4 separate regions of the Mus musculus genome follow, and regions 2, 3 and 4 are each linked to region 1. A link is a contact called in public promoter capture Hi-C data. All regions are on one chromosome and are shown on one strand. The core of a region is the stretch at or near the end of the contact, and the rest is flanking DNA. Distances in the headings are between cores, read along the strand shown.

What was found. Promoter capture Hi-C pulls out the DNA fragments that hold promoters and counts their contacts.
Region 2: a promoter capture Hi-C map of pre-B cells shows a contact between it and region 1, with 2.9 times the contacts expected there. The contact joins the promoter of Sit1 here to the promoter of Pax5 in region 1. A contact is called at or near these places in 1 of 39 promoter capture datasets (pre-B cells) and 1 of 484 Hi-C or Micro-C datasets (embryonic stem cells).
Region 3: a promoter capture Hi-C map of hematopoietic stem and progenitor cells shows a contact between it and region 1, with 6 times the contacts expected there. The contact joins the promoter of Igfbpl1 here to the promoter of Pax5 in region 1. A contact is called at or near these places in 4 of 39 promoter capture datasets (the 3T3-L1 cell line, hematopoietic stem and progenitor cells, hippocampal neurons and 1 more).
Region 4: a contact with region 1 is called in a promoter capture Hi-C map of pre-B cells, with 3 times the contacts expected there. The contact joins the promoter of Aldh1b1 here to the promoter of Pax5 in region 1. A contact is called at or near these places in 6 of 39 promoter capture datasets (the C10 cell line, embryonic stem cells, hematopoietic stem and progenitor cells and 3 more) and 2 of 115 datasets of contacts at active chromatin or transcription factors (embryonic stem cells and large pre-B cells).

What each region holds. Positions count from the first base shown.
Region 1 is chr4:44,708,927-44,712,232 of GRCm38.p6, forward strand. Pax5 (paired box 5) reads right to left here and starts at 1,768. Exons shown (of 10, transcript NM_008782.3): 1 at 1,437-1,768. The coding sequence starts at 1,482. RefSeq lists a promoter at 2,000-3,306.
Region 2 is chr4:43,482,239-43,485,544 of GRCm38.p6, forward strand. It overlaps Sit1 (suppression inducing transmembrane adaptor 1), which reads right to left and starts at 1,471. Exons shown (of 5, transcript NM_019436.3): 1 at 1,300-1,471; 2 at 1,040-1,178; 3 at 892-950; 4 at 701-765; 5 at 1-610. The coding sequence starts at 1,345. The coding sequence ends at 377.
Region 3 is chr4:45,825,261-45,828,566 of GRCm38.p6, forward strand. It overlaps Igfbpl1 (insulin-like growth factor binding protein-like 1), which reads right to left and starts at 1,567. Exons shown (of 5, transcript NM_018741.2): 1 at 1,098-1,567. The coding sequence starts at 1,533. It also overlaps a transcript of Stra6l not described here.
Region 4 is chr4:45,797,435-45,800,740 of GRCm38.p6, forward strand. It overlaps Aldh1b1 (aldehyde dehydrogenase 1 family, member B1), which reads left to right and starts at 1,588. Exons shown (of 2, transcript NM_028270.4): 1 at 1,588-1,735.

The DNA of each region.
Region 1 (3,306 bases), core at 518-3,017:
GCCAGGAAGTCACCCTGGGTTGGTGGTCTAAGTTTTATCTTCTTGACTTTATCAAAGGCTTGAGTAGAACTGAGATCTCATAGATAACCCAGAAATGAGAAAAGTGGGTTTCCTGCCATTGCTCAGAGTGTTAGTGTACAGGTTGGCCCAAGAGTCTAAGGAGCAAAACAGGATGGCATACCATGTTATGTCTTAGCATAGACAGAGGCCTACTGCCCTGCCACATCTCAAACATAAACATATCCTGCTACCCACTGCATGGGCCTCTGGGAGGCACAGGGGCACTGTGCCAAGAAGGCCTGTGTACATACAGTAACCCCAGCTGAATGACCAGGCTAGGCTCACATACCCACCCACTTGTGCTCTCCTTCATTGGAGCAGCACCCACAGGACAAAGCCTGAGCATACAGTGTGACATATATACACACACAATGTCAGAGGCTAATCTAGGTGACAGCCTAAAGGCAAGGGATTGGAGTGTGTGTGTGTGTGTGTGTGTGTGTGTGTGTGTACACTGTCAAAATGTCATCAGTAGTCCACAGACTGTTCTTACCTACCAAAGTTGTGCTTGCTGTAGGAGACCCTTGTACACAAATGCTAAATGCAACACTACACTAATGAGACAGTGCACACTGCACAGTGAGAGCTTAATTGCCCTGAATTCACATCACTTTTGATTCTATCTCTCAATATTATAAGACTTAGGCCTGGCAGCACATGTGTTGTATACTATACCCCTAGTAGGCCCCAGAGCTATACCAGTGCTAGAGACAAGCACTTTTGTATGTATTGGTATGTACACATTGGGCAGCTGTTGACATCCAAAAATGGAGGGGTCAGAGAACCACCTCTTTCTTACTTCCAAAATCACTTGGGATATAGAGATGACCAGACCTCTTAAGCAGTAGATGTCCAGTGAGTGAGATGCTTATCAAACTATATACACAGAATTTACACAAACACACATCTTGGAGTCTTAAAAAGAACGCACACAAACACTAACTCATAAACACATGCTAATATGCTCAAGGCAAGATACAAGCTAGTAAAGATGCCAACAGGCGTACAAACTCAAACTGAACACCTATTTGGGGTAACACAAACTCCTGCACACATTGATCTCCTCAAGTGAGCACACAGATCCAAACTTGAACATCTCCAGATTAACACCAACACAAGTATCAGAAACAGAATCAAACAAAACCAAAGAAAACAGGCCTCCTTGAAGACACCTTGACGGACTAGTGAAAACCATGTGAACGCACTGTAGAAGGACAGGCCTTTTCCTGAGAAAACTACACACACACACACACACACACACACACACACACACAAACACACACACCTTTCTTCTTGCATGGATATTAGCATGGATACTAGCACTGGGTAGTGTCCCAGAGTAAGCATGGATGAATCCCGTTTCGCGGTGTTCCTACCTGTCCTGATGGTCCGAGGAGTCGGGTAATTTTTCTCTAAATCCATTTCGATATTTCAGGACTTGATGAAATGGACAGCGAGGAAAAGTTTCCACTTTTTTTGGGGTGTCTTTTTTCCTTTTCTTTCTTTTTTCTTTTCTTTTTTCTTTCTTTGTTTTATTTTCTTTTCTCCCTCTTTTTCTTTCTTCCTTTCCTCTTTCTTTCTTTCTTTCTTTCTTTCTTTCTTTCTTTCTTTCTTTCTTTCTTTCTTTCTTTCTTTTTTTTGGTGCTGGGGCCCGCTCACAAGTCGGAATAATTGAAGCCTTCCGCTCCCCCGCCGAGCTGGGGTAGCTGATCACTGAGCTGAAACTAAACGTTTTAGGTGGAAAAAAAGCGTCCGAAGGCACCGTGAAATGATTAAGGAACTAAAGAGCTTCTCGCCATGTGAGATCATGTCCTGTTCTCGCCAACATCACAAGATGTCCCCAGACACGTCGCGCCCCCGGCGCACCGCCCCGCACTGCGGGCCAAGAACCAGGGAAAGGGTGTCAGCTCTGCGGCCTGCCCAGCGTGCCAGACGGGGCGGACCAGGCCTGGCCGAAGGTGTGCAAGAGGCCCAGAGAGCAGCAATGCCGCCTCGGTGCCGCCTTGGACTTTTATAGGGGGTTGGGGGCAGGGAAGGAAAGATTCAGACTGCGCCCGGCCCGGCGTTAGTCGCGCGCCTAGGGGAAGGAGAACCTGAGTCACAGGGTCGTACCCGCTTCCAAACCTGTGTCTGGGGGTCGCGGCCCTGTGCGCTTTTGCTCTACATGTAAACTCTGCTTTGTGAGGGCCAGTAGGCCCATTTTTTTATTTTAAAGAAAGAACAATTCTGCCAAGCAAGTGGTTTTGAACCCTGTACTAGCACAATTGTCAACCACAGGGGATGCTCCAGCATCCTCAGATTCACCCCTAGGGCGGCGCCCGCCCTCGGGGTTCCCAACTACCCCACCCCCAACTCAATTGCAACCTCCATAGGTCTGCTGGGCTCATCTTCCAGGGCAGCTTCAGATCACTACAGTATCTAGGTCCCATTCAGCCACCAGGTCCCAGATCTCCCCTTTAGAACTCGACCCTTTTTACCCCAGAGCCCAGAGGTTCAGCGGAAAGCTGCTGATAAAACCCGGTCCTCTGCTTTTGGAGCACCCGGGCCAAGCAGAACCATCCTAGCAGGCTCGGAGAACAGGCAAAAATTCTGGACACCTTACCCAGGCCCCTAAATGGAATCCCACTGCCCTCGGGCCAAGAGACCTTGTAGCATCCCCGAGTTCCCAGACTTGATTTTCCAGAGAGAAAATCGGTTGCAGAGGAACTAGGTAAAGGTGTGGTGTCCAACCTCGCTCCCTGCCGTCCGAGCTCAAGCCTCCTCTACTCTGCTCCCTCCCCAGTCTGAATTCCAAGCGGCTGGGTTTGGCCGCGAGAAGCCTATAGAGCCCCGTTGCGGGGGTGGTCGCAGGGGAAGGTTCTCCAGGGCGGGTGAGCGCTCTAGGGCCACTGGACAATGGCAGTTTCGGAAAGTGAATCGCTCTCCGAGAGTGTTTGTTTGATTTTTTTTTTTTTGGAGGGGGGTGGTCACGAGGCTGGGCTGCAACCTAGGGGAGAGAGCCTAGAGTTCGAGGATAGGGGGAGGGGTCAGTGGGCACCGGACATCGCAAATTCACTGAGCAGATTTCGCCACAATTGGAAACGTGGCTGTGGATTCCCGGGAGTCCCCCACCCCCACCAAGTAGTCTGCGTAGTCCCCTGTGCCACCCCTCCCTGCAGCCTGTGGGTCCGGGTCTCATCTGCGGTTTGATTTTTGGCGGTCCTGGAGCTTTAGACTGTCGTCTGCGTCCGGGCCTCTGCTCCCGCT
Region 2 (3,306 bases), core at 221-2,720, 1.2 Mb before region 1:
CTTCTACCCACTTCTCCCTGCCCACTTCCTGTGTCTGAGGAGACAATGAGGTATCTGCGTAAGCTTAGAGAGGACATGGGGGAACCTGGCTAAACCCTAAATGGAGGGAAAGGTGTGAGCAACGAGTTTGGGGGCTTACAGGAGAACGTAGAAAAGGTAAGTGTGGAGATCTCTCTTTGCAACTCCTTCCTCAGGAAACCAGGAGGCTTCCGACTCTGAGATGTATGGACGCTGTCATGCAACTTAGGATGCTCCTGCCACTCAGCAAAGTCTCAATGCCCTGGAGGTGGTTAGAAACCAAACATGCCCTAGCCAGGACAGCAGGAGTCCCTGACCCAGTAGCTGAGCCATGGGTGCCCACAGTTCCAGGTCCTCCTCAGCTGGGTGCAGGCTGGCTGTTGGCATAGGCTTGATCTGGGAAGGAAGCCCGGCCTCTGCGGGTCTGGGCACACACGGAGGCATAAAGTTCCGGCTCAGGGCCTGGGGCCTGGGGCTTTGGCTCAGAGTCCAGCACCACCTCACAGTACTTGATGGGGTTTCCAGAGCTGGGGATCCGACCTTGAGCTGGTCGCAGCTGCAGGCTAGTGTAGCACATGGCCTCCTCCGCCCCCTGGAGATGCGAAGCTGTTAGTTGGTCTCTGCACCCTCGGGAATGGGCCCCATTTCCTTTCCTCCCCCTTTCTTCGGCCAGCTGACTCACCCTGGCAAGGCCTCCAGAGGATGGTGGGTCCTGCTCTTCTGACCTTGGTTCTTGAGACAGCCGACCTGGGACAAAGGCACAGCAATCTGATGAGCTCCTGATTGCCCCTGGTGTCTCCATTATCTCCATCTCCATCCCGTGTACTAGGAGTCGGCCCTTGTGCCCTCATCCTCCCTGACCGCATCACCTACCTGTCTGTAAATAGTGCAGGTTGCCATACAGGGGAACTTCTTCCGCGGACCTTCCGGAGCTGCAGCAGAGAGTTTGAGAGTGAATGGGGACTTTTTTTAGTTAAGAGAGAGGTACTCAGTTAACCCACCCCAGTTATCCTTCACTCACAGTGGTCCCTGTCCCTCCTGGTTCCTTCTCCGACCACGGGTCCACTGGGACAAGAGTGCAGCCAATGAGATGAGAAGCAGCACCGTCACAACTCCTAAGAGGGCCCACAGTCCCCACGCGTGGCTTATGGAGGGGATCCCTGTGGATGCAAGTGGATGGGGCTGTTACTACCCTCCACAAGCCCCTTCCCCAGCCGGGATCAGATAGAACATGGAACCACATAACCCCTCCCCCAGGAGTCCCTGCCCCGCCCAGCTTACCCCATGCGAGTTGATCGTCAGTGGTACAGTTGTAATCTCTGCTCATGACTGCTGCTGGTGTGAGAGTCAGGGGTCAGTCCTACTTATGGCCTGACAGCTTGTCACAGCCCCCACAACCCGAATGTCTCCTTAAACCTGGCCTCCACAGCTCAGCATCGCCAACACTGACAGTGTCAAAGTTGCTGGTTTCCGGAGAGGAAGGCAGAGAGGAGGGATGAGCAAAAGAACAAAGACCCCGCCCTGTGCCTGCACCTGCATCACCCAGAACTCTCTGAAATCATCAGCTCTCTGAAATCCCCGTGTCTCTGAGTCCCCTTGAGCAGGGAGTAGACCGCATGCAGCTGAGTCCACGGAGACTCTGAAGAGCACAGGTGGCACGAGACAGGAATGAAAGGACAGGAGCCCTTAGCCACGGAATTTCACCTTTTCTCTCTGGCTCACATTGCCATGAAGGAGGTTTATGCTCAATGATTGTAGCTTTAGAATTCACAGCTCCACTACCGGTGGAAATAGTTGCATTTCTTTCTGTAGCCCAGGCTGGCTTCAAACTCATTATGAACTTGAACTCCTGACCTCCCTTCCTCCACCCACCAAGTTCTGGAATTACAGCCATGGAAAACCACCATGCCCAGTTGAGAAATACCTGTGTAACTATTGTTTTTGATACAAGTATTATAATTGGGGATAGGAAGATAGAGGAGGCTAATGTCTTTCCTCACAACCTACCTCATCTACACTGTCTGTGAGACCCTGTCACTACATTAATTGCATTAAAAGAATCTCTGACCCAGGCTAACTCAGGCAAACTGGGCCTGTTTTTGCAGTTAGTCACTTGCTAGAGAGACTAGGTGAGAGTTCCAAGGCTATGCAGTGAAACTCTGTCTCAGAGGTAGGGGTGGGGCTGGATAGCTCAGTCGGTAAAGGACTTGCCTAGAAATTGCAAAGACCTGAGTTTGAATCTCTAACACCCACATCAAAGCCAGGCTCAGTAGCACACTTCTGTAACCTTCTGTGGCGAGGGGACACAGGTGGATCACTACAGCTCACTGGCCAGCCAGTCTAGCTCCCTGTTAGGTGAGAGAACCTGTCTGAAAGAGTCAAAGAGAGAGTAATGGAGATGACACAAGAAGTCAATTTCCAGGCTGCGCGCGCACACACACACACACACACACACACACACACACACACACACACGAGAGCAGCTAGTTATGCAAGGGGCCCTTGGCACGAGCAGATCCCTCTACATCTAGAATCATTTTTTAAAAGTTTTATTTTTTTATTGTATATCTGCATGTACCTCCTGCACACCAGAAGGGGGCATCAGATTTCATCATTGCGATGGTTGTGAGCCACCATGTGGTTGCTGGGAATTGAACTCATGACCTCTGGAAGAGCAGCCAGTGCTCTTAACCTCTGAGCTATCTCTCCAGCCCTAGAATCAGTTTTTTTTGAGTTTGAAATTGTTAGGGTTTTGTTTTGTTCTGTTTTTGGCACAGTGTCTTCAACACCACAGATATTAAATAATTAAGTAACTAAATATTTTTACTTGTTAACCAGTAGATTTAAAATAACCAAGTTGAGCTGGCCATGATGGCTCATGCCTTTAAACCTAGCATTAAAAGGCAGAGGCAGGCAACTCTCTGTGAGTTCAGAGCCAGCCTGGTCTATGTTAGAAAGTTCCAGGCCAGGCAAGGCTACAGAATAAAACCCTGTTTATATAGGAACATATGTACATCCATTAAATAAATAATGTTGAACTAAGTGCATACCAGCTCATTGGTACAACTTGTCCTGAGTTTGTTCGAGGCCTTGGGTTCATCCCCAGCACCAGCCCCTGGCTTGAAATGTAAGCCAAACAAAATTGGCAGGATGTCTCAGAGGTTAAGAGTACTTGCTGCCCTTGCAGAGGACCCAGGTTTGATTCCTAGCAATCATCTGGAGGCCAAGAACCATCTGTGACTCCAGTTCCAGGGGATCCAACCTTCTCTTCTGACTGCCAAGGGCACC
Region 3 (3,306 bases), core at 317-2,816, 1.1 Mb after region 1:
GGACTGGGAAAGAGCCATAGTGACTTTTCCGTGTCACCCAGCCTGCTTCAGCCCCTCACTGTGTCTAGTAGACTTCCTGCCCCATGGCCAGCGGTCCACCAGAATCCTGGACGTGAGCACGCGTCCATGAGATGTTTGGAGGGAGAGGAGGCAAGCTGGAAGAGGAGCCCCCAGGTATCTTTCTTGAAGTGTTACCTTGGGCATCTGGCTTAGACATCCTCTCCCAGCTCAGGCCAGAAATCTCCAGAAGCCCGAAACATGGAACACTTACCACGCCGAGTTCCCCACTACCCTATCCAGATGAAACAAACACTGTTCTCTCAGAGCTCCTGACCAAGTCAAACCCCACACACAGGCAAAGTAGGCTAGCTTCTCTGGACATCCATAGACACTGCTGTTTTGGGTTTTCTTTCTTTCTTTCTTTCTTTCTTTCTTTCTTTCTTTCTTTCTTTCTTTCTTTCTTTCTTTCTTTCTTTCTTTTTTGACACAGGACAGTGATCAGTTAGGGCACTAGGGGCACTTACAATGTGGTGTTAAAAACCAGTTAACCTTTGACATCCCTAGCAGTTGGTAGTTTTCTATTGATTTCCTTAAAGCAGGACCCTTCAGATTACGTGCCCTTTAGACTGGATCAGCATCTCTGGTCCCACAATCTTTTCAGAGCTCACGTTTCCAAAGGTCTTGCCCTTTGTGGCTGGAAGCTCCTCGAAGCCCTTGGTCTGAGACTCACTGGATAGCCAGGATTCTGATGCTCTGTCTTGGTGCTTCTTGAATCCTGTGTGGGACCCCTGCACTCTGGGAATCCTCACCTTCCTTCCTCCATTCAACCTATCCACCTGGACCCATTTTCAAGTAACTATAATAACAGGTTCTTAAGCATTCACATTCCTGTTTGTTCTAGGGCTGAAGTCTGCACGCAGTGGGTAAGGTAGCAAGCAGGCTGTAGAAAGACGCGAAACACTGCTCCTGAAGGGGAAACTGAGGCCCAGGCTGTGTTGTCCACTTTTGTACAATGAAATTCTCTGTCCCACACCCAAGAGCATTGGGGTCCCGCTCTTCCCATTTGCCTGGGTCTTTCTAGGTCAAACCCCACTCACCGAACTCGCAGGGCCCATCGCGAGCCTTGTGCAGGTGGCCATGGTGCGCGCGGGGTGCATGTCGGGCGCGCAGACGTAGCGCGCAGATGCTGGAGTAGGAGCGGCCGTCAGAGCCGCAGACGGCGCCGCGTTGCGCGCACACGCAAAGCCCGGTGCCCTCGGGCGCCGTCCCCGAGGCGCGACTCGCACACACCAGGCCAGGGCCACAGCGTGAGCCCACGGGTCCCCCGCAACTCGCGCCCTCGGCGCCCAGGCAGCGCGCGCAGCAGCCGCACTCGTCGCGCGCGGAGATCCAGGGCGCTGGGCAAGGCGAGGGCGCAGGGCAGCGATCCTGCTGGCACGGGCTGCACTCGGGGTGTCGTCTACCCGCGTCGCGGAGCCCGAGACCCCGGGCCAGTGATGGCAGGAGCAGGAGCAGCAGCGGCAGACGCGGCATGGCCGGCTCCCAGACGGACGGCAGCAGCGCCTCTGCTCCTCTTAGCGCTCGGTGCGTGCAAAGCCACCGCGCCCGCCCCGCGCCCGCTGATTGGCCCGGCCCGCACCGCGGGGCGCCCCTCGGCCCGGGACCAGCGCTGCGCGGCCCTACTGGCTCACTGAACTGCAGAGAAGTCTCCAGAACAGCTCTGCCACCTCCGATTGAGCGCTGGGGGAGACTCAGCGTGGTCCAAACGGCAACTTGTCTCGGCCTTAAAATGTAATGACTCTCAGTCTTCCCACCAGGACGCCTTATTTTACTTTGCTCTCTTTCTTGTTTTGTTTAGGAAAGGGAATCTCTAGTTTAAGATGCCAGATTTTATAAATGGATAGATGGATTTCTTTCCCAGATCGAATACTCAGTTCCCCAGTCCCATTTCCAGTGGCTGCTCTGGCTATTGGGTTCTTGGGTGTGTTTTCAGGCATCTTCTCTGCCTGTACAAGCATGTGTGAGCACATAGCCCAGTCCCCTCATATAAAACATCCACTGCCCGAGTGCACGTATGATTTTGCACTTGGTCTTTTCTACTTACAGAATTTCCAGTTTCCCACCTTTTATCATCTCTGGAACCCGACTCTCTTTCAAGCAATGGGTGCACAGGTGAAAAGGCTATGTGCTCTCACGGGTCTTTCTTTCTCTCTTTCAAAATTTTTTTTCATTTAATTTAAGTGCACTGGTAAGAAGGTGTCAGATTCCCTTGTGAACTGCTTTATGGGTGCTAAGAATTGAACCCAGGTCCCCTGGAAGAGGAATCCGGTGCTCTTAAGCACTGCACCAAGACTCCAGCGCCTCATGGATATTTCTTAATGCTGCATAAATCCATGCATCTTATAGTTGACAGGGCCTTGAGGTGGCTAGATACAGTGATGTATTTTGGACTTTGTGTGGACCAGTCTTGATTGTTACACTCTGCATATTATTTAGATACACAAATGGAAATTAACCACTTGTGTTCTGACCTTTGGCTACTAAGAATGTTGGGACAGGGTCCCAGAGCACAAATCTCAGGACACCCATATTGAGGTTTGGTCTTTTGCTATGTATTGTAATGCTAAATACTACTACTACTACACACACACACCCCAGGGCCTGGTTGCATGTATACAAGTGATGCTATGTAACCTTACCCACCAAGTTATCCCTGATTGGCGAATAAAGATGCCTATTGTCTATAACTGGGCAGAAGAAAGATGGGCAGTGAGTGATTGGTTTCCCCAGGCTTGGGGTCTGAGGAGAAACCACAAGGAGGAGAGGGGAGAAGGTGCAGAAAAGAGAGATGGCATGTGGTAGGCAAGTGAGTCATGAAAACATGGCCATGAGGCTGGGCAATTGGAGTTAAGAGCAGCTCAGATGAACATAGCAAGTTATAACTCGGGGTTATTGATACGGAAGTAGACATAATAACATGGTGGGTAGATATCTACCCAGCTCTAGTGCTGACTAAGGTTTATTAAAATATAAAAGTTGCATGTCTTTTATCTGGAAACCGAATGACCTAAGGTGGGATAGAAACCCCGATTTGAGATTAAATATCTACCACAACACACCTATGACATAGCTGGTAAAGTGTGTTTAAAGACAGGGTCTGGCTGTGGGGTATCCATACAGGCTACTAGGCAGTCTGCATACTTCATCCCTGACAACGGGGACTGTTGCTGGACACTGATGTGTGGCTAGGGGCATAGATGAAGAGAGAAGAACTTACCAAACCAGGCTTCCAAAGAGCCATCCCTA
Region 4 (3,306 bases), core at 338-2,837, 1.1 Mb after region 1:
GCCAGACTCTTCCTTGAGAAGCCCATATCCACACTTGGGTATATTTGGTCCTTTTCCTGTGCGTGTGGCGTGTCTCACTCACTTAGATAAAGAGCAAATAGTAACACTTACCGCCTTAAACTCCTCCTCTGCTGCATCGTTAAGGGTTCAGCTCTAACTGAGTGGAGCTCCCTGGGCGGGGAGTGGGGGGGGCATTTCTGGGTTTTGTCTCCTCACCGGGGATTGTATTCAAACTTCACAAGTACTGGGCGAGCTACATGCCCAGTTCCTACTATGCTCTGCCAGGATGTTTTTCTTGGGGTGCCCCATAACCTCCCACACACTGGTCTGGCTTTGCCCTCTGGCACTCCACAGACCCTGCCTGATCTGGACTTTCAGAGACTTGGTGTACATATTTTGTTCCTTGAGTTCTAAAGGGAGAATACTCCAGATTTTTCAGTCACCTGGATCTTGTGCCAGCCTTTCTTAGTGACTCCCTAGTTCTGTGACTTCCATGGAAAGGTCTAGAAGAGACGCTCAGAGTGTAGGTGGAGGGTAGGTAGAATTTATCACCCAGCAGTAGGGGATTGCACAATAGCCAAAGGGACCACGTGAGAGCAGACAGAGGTCAGAGACCACTGCCACTGTGCTGACCATTTGTGAGTGGGCTTTTTCTAGAGCAGGTAGCTGTTTCTAAGGAATGTTTTCTGTCTGGGTGATGGACAGGTCTATTTGGATTCACTCTTAAAGTAAGGAAGAATGGTATGTCTTGTTTTTTTTTACCAGAAAGCTTGAAGGGAGGCAATAATCTTGCTGAGGGTTGTTTAGATAGTTATCTATTAATGACACCTCCACCCAAGACAGTACAGCATGTTATATCTCTACCCAGGATAAGAGCTATGACAAGATCACACTCCTTTGACCAGTAATAAAGTCCTGCGATTTCAGATTCAATCCTATAAGCCATTGGTTATGAGAGTGGTGTCCTTCAAATCCACTAATCTGTAACTAGCTACTTAACACCGCCAGGATTCTTCACACAATATGGCAGCCAGCCTAATCCCCGTGTAACTCACTTCCACTGTCTTTCTGACTGCATTTTAGGCTGTTTTTTTAAAATGCATGTTATTTTAAAAATCTTCAGTTCCTACAACCCCAACCCCAGGGTCTTGGCCCAACTGTCCACCCTCAGCTCAAAAGCAGAGACCAATGGTCAATGTAGACTTTATAAACAACATAGCCCATTTTGTTTGGAATGTATCCGATCTGCTCACGATTTTGGAACAAGAATTTTCAGTACTGTCTTAGTAAAACAGGCTCAGGAATGCTGATCCGCGGCACTCTATCAACAAGGTCTGTCAATGGTTGATATTTAAGGAGGGGTCCCAGGATAGAGCCGGGCATGTGATCCTAGGAAAACCCCACCTCTCTCTGGGTCCCTCTTTTGATTGTCAAAGGAGTGTCCTTAGGCTCTCAGACTTGAGATGCCTGCTCCAAAGAAGCCAAATCAGAATCCTCTGGAAGGTGCCTGATGCTGGACCTAAGATTAGGCTAGGGGAAATCAGGGTGTTGAGCCGAGATCCCTCAGTGGTGGGCGGTGCCGGGAGCAGGCGGAGCTTAGCTGGTGACGGAACCACATTGGCTGGCTAGCGGCTGAGCGAGGCGGGTCCGCACGGCTGCTGAACTGACCGGAGAACGCTGATACTAGAATTTGAGCCTGAGCGCGATTCGGAGCCTGAGCCCCAGACCACCGCAGGTAGCTACCGCCGCCCTCCCTCCGCACTGGGGCACGCTACGGTCCCCGAATGGCAGGTCTCTTCCGGGTGCACTGCTGGGTTCTTTCCACGCCGCTTCCTATCGGGGAGACACTGGATGGGCTGGGAGAACACAGAACCACCCAAACCTTCTCATCTTGGTTCCCATCTGGGGCTAGAGCCACTGGCCATAGTGGACAGGCTAGGTCTAAGTGTGTGTTCCGGGGTTCTGACTTCAGGCCTTTCACTCGGTGGACATGAGTATCTGATATTGGGAGGAACCACAAAGCTAGGCCTTTGGGAATCCAAATCCAAAGATGAGAGAGTAGTGTCCCTGAACATCTGTGGTTCCCTCTAGAGTAGCCATCAAAATCTGTTCTACTCAACCTGACGGGGACAGGGAGGGAGGCTGCTGAATTTACAGTGAGAAGATGAACCGCAAACTGTAAAGCTGGATAACCTGTGACCAGAGCTTTGTCTTTTCTTTTCTTTTCTTTTCTTTTCTTTCTTTTCTTTTCCTCTCTCTCTCTCCCTCTCTCCCTTCCTTCTTTTCTTCCTTTCTTCCTTCCTTTCTTTCTTTCAAGATTTATTCATTTCATTTATGTGAGTTCACTGTAGCTGACTTCAGACACACCAGAAGAGGGCGTCAGATCTCATTACAGGTGGTTTTGAGCCACCATGTGGTTGCTGGGAATTGAACTTCGAACCTCTGGAAGAGCAGTCAGTGCTCTTAACTGCTTAGCCAGCTCTCCAGCCGGACCAGAGACTTTTCTATGTGCAAAATGAAAGCAACCACTTGGACCCTGTGAAGATTCTGAGCAGCAGAGCCTTGGTGTGACCTAAGAGCAATTTCACACACACACACACACACACACACACACACACACACACACACAGAGAGAGAGAGAGAGAGAGAGAGAGAGAGAGAGAGAGAGATCCTGGTCTTTTGGTTACAAGGACAAAGCAGATGTCCTTGATGGGCCTGCTGGCTCAGGTTCCCCTGGGAGGGCTTTTTTCTGGTCAGCATTGATTTCTGTATGGCTAAGGACCTGGTGGGATCCTTGCTTTCGTGGATTAGGTTTTTTTTTTCTTTCTCTGCACTTGGGACAGAGGGTTGAAAGGGCCTGGGATGGGAGTGGGGGTGGGGGTGGGGGTGGAGGTCAAGGATCTGGGCTGGTGCAATTACATTTTACTGCTGGGTGGAGCAAGCCTCCGAGTGAGACAGAAAAGACACAAGGTTTCTATTCCTAGCCAGAGATTAACTGTGTAACTAATCTAGGAAGTAGAAACACAGTCTAACAGTCGTTTATGCAATTTTAGATACATTTACATTTCATCATGTTATCATGCTGTTTTAGTAAAGAAAGTCACTGCTGTTTTAGGTGACAATAAGCAGACCTACCTCAGCTGGTGTTTGACTTGTACCCCAGAAAACTAAGCCCCGTCCCACTGTTCTGGGGTTGGGGGGCTCTGCCAGGTTGGTTTCTGAGACCTTGAGTGTTCTGATGTCTGCCAGAGTGGAGTGTCTCTGGTTTTAGACATGGAAGACCCCATTCAACACCACCCCAGGGAA